Regions from separate parts of the Mus musculus genome. Here region 2 is linked to region 1. Evidence: chromatin contacts called from public HiChIP or PLAC-seq data. All regions are on one chromosome and are shown on one strand. The core of a region is the stretch at or near the end of the contact, and the rest is flanking DNA. Distances in the headings are between cores, read along the strand shown.

Region 1 (3,725 bases), core at 848-3,347:
AGCTCAAACACTGCCTCCTACAGAAACACTTGAAACTCTGGTCTCTCCAGGCTCCACGTGAGTGCAGAACTACACACATTGTTCTTGGTGTGACAGGTCAGTGGTCATGCCCATGGCATGCTTGCTCTGCAAATCCCACTTGAGTTCCCAGGACACAAAGGGAAAGGAAACCTGGTACGCTTTGCCATCATGTGTCTTCCCTTCGGGCTGGAGTGAGGAAGGTATGTCACAGTCCACATGCATGTGACATACCAGATTCTATGAAGAATAAGGGAGAGAGGACAAGAGAAGGGAGAGAAAGGGAACCTGTTGGCTGGAAGGTGGCCAGGGAAGGCCTTTGTGACATGGGACAGAGGCTTGCTGCGGTGAGACAGGTGTGTGACTGTGATATCTCATGCCTGTAACCTCAACAGTACGGGGTCAGAGGCAATAGGATTGTTTCAAGTTCCTGCTCAGCTTGGTCTATCTAGCAGACATGGCTCCTCCCAAGGCCTCTCTCCTGGGCTTTAGACTCCCTTCTAGCCACGTCCTCACATGATCATCCCTGTGCATACAGGGCCCAGATGTCTTGGAATGTCTGGGAATCTCTTACAGGAACACGTAGAGCTTGTTGGCTCAGCCTCTGGTTGCCGAGAGTAACTTAGTCACCCCTCCAAAGCCCTGTCTCTAACACAGTTGTCCTCTGAAGCTCCAGGAGCAGGAGCTTGCTCATATCAACCTCGGGGACACAGGTCAGCACATACTGAACACCCAGGGAGCTCAGGTCAGCATGTGCAGAACACCCAGGATGGGTCTGGGTAAGGCAGGAGCTGGGTGGGGGAGCTGGTGGACCTCCAGTTCCCACATGTTCAGTGTGGTAGTGTCCCTGGGTTCTAGAAGGAGCTCCCGCCTTGCTTATTTCTTTGGTGGTTCCAAATATGACATGAGTGGACAGTGGCCCTGGTTGTTCATATGCAGCAGTAGAAGGCTGAGAGCCTTGAGGGAATTTTGGTCTATCTAGAATGTTCTAGATAGATGGAGACCTGCCCCAGCCAACTCTCCTCACAGTGTTTCCAAGCGTATCCCTCCTCTCTCTGAGGAGCCCTTGGTACATCCCTCAGAGTTGCTTTGGGGTTCTTATTGACTGCTTCTTGTGAGGCTTTTGCTCTGCACCCTGAGCTAGCTCGCACTGTGTAGATGAGATGTGGCGAGCTTCCCCCAGCTCAGCTCTGGCCGGCTTGGAGAGGAGATCTAATATTGCTCACCCCACTTGATCCTGTCTCATTTGGTGTCTGTTTCTAGATCACGGGGCTTAGTGGCCTTGGTCCTTCAGTATTTGTGAGGTGACTTGGATTCTGTCATTGCTCTTGGCCTAACCCCACAGAGCCTCTGTACATTCCCCAGCGTGTTCACCAGGGCCCCCACACGGTGTCAGAGACCATTACCTGATCGTTATAAATCAGTCTGGAAAGCTGTTGCTTATGCCTGTTCCTAGGTTACAGACAGGGGTTGGGGACAGGGGAGACACCTCCCAACCTCCCAACCCATCTCTCCCTTGTCACTGTAAGCCCAAGATACTAGGCTGTCTTTTCTCTTTGCATGGCTCAAATAAGGAAAGCCACACCCAGAAGTGCCCTGGGTTCACCCTCCTCATGGCCCTGAAGAAGAGATGGAAGCTCAGAGAGCTGAAGCCGGTCCCCTGGAGCTACTACTACTGTTGGCTTCGGGCTAGGCCTCCGGTCCTAGCTGGGGCTTGGCAGTGGTCTCAACTGTTCTTCCTTTTACTGTTAAATGCCATAGTCTCCAGGTGAGGGGCAGAGCTGCCCACCAGCCTTCCCGCCCATGTTTGCTTCCCACCAGCCTTATGGCAGCCATGGCAGGTTGGATTGCATTTTACCTGGTGGAGTCTCCGTTGGTTGTTTTAGCTTTGTACCAGATGTGGCACAGGGCAAGAAGCTCTGGGAGGGCCGCCCTCCCTCCCTCAACAATAATTAGCCTTGTAAGACTAATGGAGGAGATCGTGTCTAATTACCCCATTGAATGCCCAATTATGCGATTAGCTATAAGCTAATGATGAAAAGAGCCTCTCATTTGCATAGCATTAAGTTAATTGCACCATAATCGGAGGGGTCGGGTGGGTGATGACGGCAGGATTGTGTTCTGAAAGGTTCCTAATGACCAGGGAGGACTGTCCGCTGACAGCTTTATTAATTAACAGAGATCCGGTTCCAGGCTGGAATGGCAAGTGGAAGTCGGTATAAAGGCTGGGCTTCTCAGAAATCGAGAGATGGGGGTGGTGGGGGCCTTGCTGCTGGTTCAGGGCCCCTGCAGGCAGTGTTCTGGAGAAGTCTTCACACCCTTGCAGGGCCCTTCTGGCTGTGCTTTCTGCACACTCCGGCCGCTCACGCTCACCTCCTCCCTGACCGACCAACCAACTGTGTGAGCCCTGCTGGGGACCCAGCACCACCTGTGGAGCTTCCCCAGAGGGTCCCCCTGCTGTTCAGCTGCTCCCCACAGTCTGTGGAGTCAGCACTAAGTCAGCCTGATTGTTCATGTTTGTCAGCGAGATTTTCAGAGTGTGGATAATCTTGAGAGGGCAATCAATCAATCAATCAATAAATAAATAGAAAGATTCCCAAAAACTTGGGCGGGTGGGGCTGGAGCTCAAAACCATGTGCCAGGGCAACATACAGGGCTCTGCTGTCTTGTGATTTTGATGTCTTCTTCCAAGGAGGTTCACGGTCATCCATCCCCACTGTCCAGTCTTCTCATTTTGTCTGCCACCTGGCCACTGGCCTTAGGGACTCTGTCTTGGTCACTGTTTGGTGAATGAGCAATGAAGCCAGTTGAAAGAGAGATGGCCTGGGCTGTGACCCAGTTGCTTCCTGGTGAGCTGCAAAACAGTAGCTTTAAACAAAGAGAGTCACTGGTACTTGCAGGCCAGCTTGCTCCTTCATCTACAGAATGCTGTAGTGCTATCAGTACCTGGAACTCCCTAAGCACCAGGACGTCTTACACTGCCCATGTCTGTTTAGTGGGCATCCAACTGCCCTCTGTTGGCAGAGGGCTCAGCGTTCTGTTTCTCGTGATGAATGATGTATTTGCATTTGATTTAGGCTTCTTAGGAAGAGTTCACAGAAGTAGGATCACTGTGCCAGTTCCAAAGCTAATTACTCTTTTAGTTGAAAGAGTCAGGGCTTGGAGAGCTGGCTCGGCGGTTGTGAGCACTTGCTGCTTGCTGCTTAGAGGACACGCATGGTGGCTCACAACCATCTGCTGCTCCTATTCCAAGGGATCTGATGCCCTCTTCTGGCCTCCTCAGGCACCTGCATGTGTGTGGTGTACATAAACTCCTGCAGACACACAGAGAGACATATAAATAAAAATAATATAAATAAATCTTCAGTTTAAAGTCTGGGGATTGATTGAAAAGGAAATCTTAAGAGAATAATTGAAAAAAAATTTTTTTTGAAGGAGGGTTTCTCTGTGTAGCCCTGCCCATCCTGGAATTCCCTCTGTAGACCAGATTGGCCTTGAATTTATAGAAATCTCCTACCTCTGCTTCCCAAGTGCTGGTATTAAAGGCATCAGCCACCACTGTCCAGCAAAAATTCATGATTTTAAACTCTAAGCTCTGAGGAAAGCAGTGTATCCAAAGGCCATCAAAACAGCACTCAGAACAGGAATGGACAGAGAAAAGGCCGCTGCCAGACGGCCCGAGGGTGATTCTTTGAGAGAATTAATAA
Region 2 (3,694 bases), core at 1,176-3,675, 230 kb after region 1:
AGAGTAATGGAGGCAGTGGCAGCCACTACAGAGGTCCCATGGGTGCTTGGTCTCCTGGGGTGGGGGTGGGGCAGCTTCTAAGACAGCTCCTGGTTACAGGAGGAGGAGGAGGAAGAGGAGGAAGAGTGTAGGAATGAGGCCTAGGACTTGAGGCTAATGAAGGGGGAAAATGTGATTACGCTGCAAGAGTCATTGCATGGAAAGGGGAACTCTCCCTCGCTTACACTGTCCAGCAGACAGGGACCGTCGACCCATTAAGAGAAGGAAGCAAGCACTCCCAGGGAGAGGAAGGAGCTCAGAGCACAGCTGTGTCTCTACTGTGGCATCAGAAGTCTCGGAGCCGGAGCCTCGGGAGCTTCTGTGAGTGTTGGTAGCTAGAGCTTTACAATTGTAGGAACTGGGCTCCGTTAGTAGAGGGCTTGCCTAGCATGCAGAAGGCCCTGGGTTTCATCCCCAGCTCCTCGCAAGCCAGGCATGGTGTCACACACACATGTTCCCATCACTAGGAGGGTGGAGGCAGGAGGATCAGAAGTTCAAGGTCATCCTTAAGTACATAATGGCTCGGAGGCCAGCCTGGGACATCTGAGACCCCAAACAAAATTAGAAGAAGAAAAAAAAGCAGAGACAAACCTGGGGCTTCATCCCACACAGGGCTGCACCTACCATGCTAGTTCCTTACAATAGACTCGCATAGGTTCTGAATGGCTAAAATTCTGCTTGCTTGAGCAGCTTTTAAAATAATTGAATGTAAAAAAATTTTGAGTTTGGTGCCTGAAGGCTTTTCAGCTACTGAGTCTCAGAGAAGAATAAACCACGTGGGACCAAAAGACAATGGTGCTTCTTGAGATGCAGCCAGGAGCCCAGGAGCTGCAGGAGCCACACTCTTGACTCCTGGATGCAGCCTTCCCACACCCTCTCAGGCTCCCTTCCAACAATGCCTTTCCTGAGGGTTTTGTTTTTTGGGTTTTTTTTTGGAAAGCCTGAACCATTCTTCAAACAAAGCCAATAAAGTCTGCCTTCCTTCTTCGCCCCTAGAGCTCCCAAACACCCGAGCAGACGCTCTCACCCGGGGAGAGGATGGCTCAACCTTTAAAGGGCGTTTTGCTCTCGCAGGCTCAGTTCCCAGCACCCACATGGTTGTTCACAATCACCCTTAACTCCAGCTTGAGGGGCCTGACTTCGAACACTGTGTGCATATGGCGCACAAATATACATGCAGGCAAACACTCAGATACATGAAATATAAAATAAAATGTAAAAAATAAATAAATAAATAACAACTGTAGATCCCACCACCAGGGAGTGCCCCTGGACTCTGCACCCTGCTTGAACATTCCCACCCATGACATTATATCCCAGTAACCCCATGTGACTTGGGTGGTGGTTTCTGAAGCTCAGGCTCAGCTGCAAGAGTGCATGGCATGCCAAAGTCTCCCACCAAAGGATACCAGAGCTTGGTATTCAACAGTCTTCTTGGACTGCTGGCAGGACTGAGGGACATGCTCGGTGTATTGGCTAAGATTTTGGAAGCTAAATGACAAAGCTCACTCTCTCCCCGTCCAGATCTTCTAAAGTAAAGTGTGTTCTTCATGTCACTGGGGAGTTAGGCTTGATCCAAACCCCTGCCTTCACATGCTTGCATGTAACACAGGGTAGCCACCAACTCTATACAGCTGACGATAGACTGAAACTCCTGATCCTCTGGTCTCATCTCCGGAGGGACAGTAAAGGCTTCTGGGTAGAAAATGAGCCGTGGTGAGACATCTCTCTATCTCTCTCTCCCACCATTCCCCCCACCCCGTGTGAGTGTGTGTGTGTGTGTGTGTGTGTGTGTGTGTGTGTGTGTGTGTGTGCTTGTTAGTATGAGTGTGTGGGGCAGGCTAATAGGAAGGGCAGCTCAGGAAGGCATTTGCATGGCCCCTGTCCTCTTCTGGCCTCAGACTTCCATCTGTAAAATGTAAACCTTCCAACTGACCCTGAGGGCCTTGTGGACTCTGTCACCCTCTTCCTGGACCCCCATGATCTAGAGCCCTGTCGTTTGAGTCTGGACCACATGAACCACGTCACCTGCTTCAGTCATCCAGGAACCCTGAGCTGCACTATGGGAGAGTTTGTAAGTGGCCAGGTCTGGGCACTGTGTCAACTTGCCCACCTCTTAGTTGGTAAGTATTGAACACTGCCATAGACCTTAGCACTGCCCCAGCTGTCTGGGCCCTCAACAGATCCACATACCCATGTCTGTGACACCAGCTAACACCCGGTGATAGCAGCCTATTATGGTCAGAAAGAAAAGACAAACCATGCAAGAAAAGATTCAAGTTCCCCAAATATGCTCAGGGTGAAGAAACTGCAGGGCTGAGGGCGAGTGACTGCCCTGCTGATGACCTAGCGGGTGGCGGTGCAAAGTGAGGCAACGCAGGTAAACAGCTCAGGTTATACACTGTTCGTGAAATCTGCTTGTCGGTGGCTTTCCATCCTGAACATGATCAGGCTCTGTATTGCTCTACAATTAATCAGTAAAGACTCGAGAATGAAGAGCCGCCCACCCAGACTTTGTAAGAGGCACTGGTGGGGTGGCAGTGGCGGTCTTGATCCAACTTATAAACAGACAGGTGGGTGCTAGCGAGTAATTTTCCTCTTCCCTGCACCAGATCAGGGATGCTAGTCAGGCACCGGCTGGAGTGAGGGCTACAAACGGGCGGAGACCAGCCCGTAATTACCAAAATAGAAAAAGAACAGCGTTTTGTAATGAATGACAAGCGGCTGAGTGGAAATCTAATTTGGTCTAATTAAGCAGCCTTTTGTGAGGATTTGTCTTTAGATGAAAAGAGGGAGCAAGGAGATCTAAATGCAAATGAAGCCCTTCTTGGGGTTTTAAAGAGCCAGTGAGACTTGGTCTGGCCTGGCGGCTTTATGGGGCTGTAAGTCTCTCCACTACACTTCAGTCCACCCTTGGGGGAACGTTTTGCTCCCCACTTTTTGTATCATTTTAAACTGGACAGCTTGACAAGGCCATCAGGGAGCTTCATCTTCTTCGGTGGCAGTGAGTGACAACATGCAGTGTTGCCCACCAGAGAAGATGACCTGAGCCTTGGAGTCCAGGATCAACATCCATGTTTGTGGACATATTTGTACATACATATGGAGGCCGGAAGTTGACATCAAGTATTTTCCTCTATAACTCTATGCCTTAGTTTGTCAGACAGGGTCTTTCAGTGAATCTGGAGCTCATGATTCAGCTAGGCTGTCTGGCCATTGAACCCTGGGGTATTCAGGCCTCTGCCAGTACTGGGATTGCGGGTGCAGAGTATCGAGCCAGGCTCAGGGGCACGGGGATGGATTCATGGCCTTGTGTTTATGCAGCAGACAGCCTACTGACGGAGACACCTTCTTACCCTCAGAATCCAGGGCTTTTAAGTGTGTGTTTGTGTGTGTGTGTGTGTGTGTGTGTGTGTGTACGCGTGCGTGCGTGTGTGTGCCACCTGTGTGTGGATAGGTGCCTATGGAAGCCAGAAGGTACAAGGTCTCCTGGAGCTGGAGTTATAGGCAGTTGTGTGCTAGGAACTGAACTTAGATCCTCTGGAAGAACAATGGGAGCTCTTAACCACTGAGCCATCTCCCCAGCCCCAGAATCCAAAATTTGTATTAAAAACTGGTGGTGGCACACGTTCTTAATCCCAGCCAGCATTCCAGA

What was found. HiChIP or PLAC-seq counts read pairs in DNA pulled down with a chosen protein or histone mark.
Region 2: an H3K4me3 HiChIP or PLAC-seq map of embryonic basal ganglia shows a contact between it and region 1, with 2.6 times the contacts expected there. The contact joins two enhancer-like sites. A contact is called at or near these places in 1 of 484 Hi-C or Micro-C datasets (bone marrow-derived macrophages) and 5 of 115 datasets of contacts at active chromatin or transcription factors (CD4 single positive thymocytes, embryonic basal ganglia, embryonic stem cells and 1 more).

What each region holds. Positions count from the first base shown.
Region 1 is chr2:28,778,249-28,781,973 of GRCm38.p6, forward strand. All of the region lies in intron 11 of Ak8 (adenylate kinase 8), which reads left to right. Among named protein-coding and RNA genes, the nearest start is that of Mir3088, 47 kb to the left of the region's middle. Within about 2 kb of position 2,098, at least 7 of the 459 cell types and tissues checked have an H3K27ac peak or open chromatin away from gene starts, as enhancers often do. A contact at or near this core is called in embryonic basal ganglia, where this site is marked.
Region 2 is chr2:29,003,961-29,007,654 of GRCm38.p6, forward strand. All of the region lies in intron 1 of Cfap77 (cilia and flagella associated protein 77), which reads right to left. Among named protein-coding and RNA genes, the nearest start is that of Cfap77, 49 kb to the right of the region's middle. Within about 2 kb of position 2,426, at least 5 of the 459 cell types and tissues checked have an H3K27ac peak or open chromatin away from gene starts, as enhancers often do. A contact at or near this core is called in embryonic basal ganglia, where this site is marked.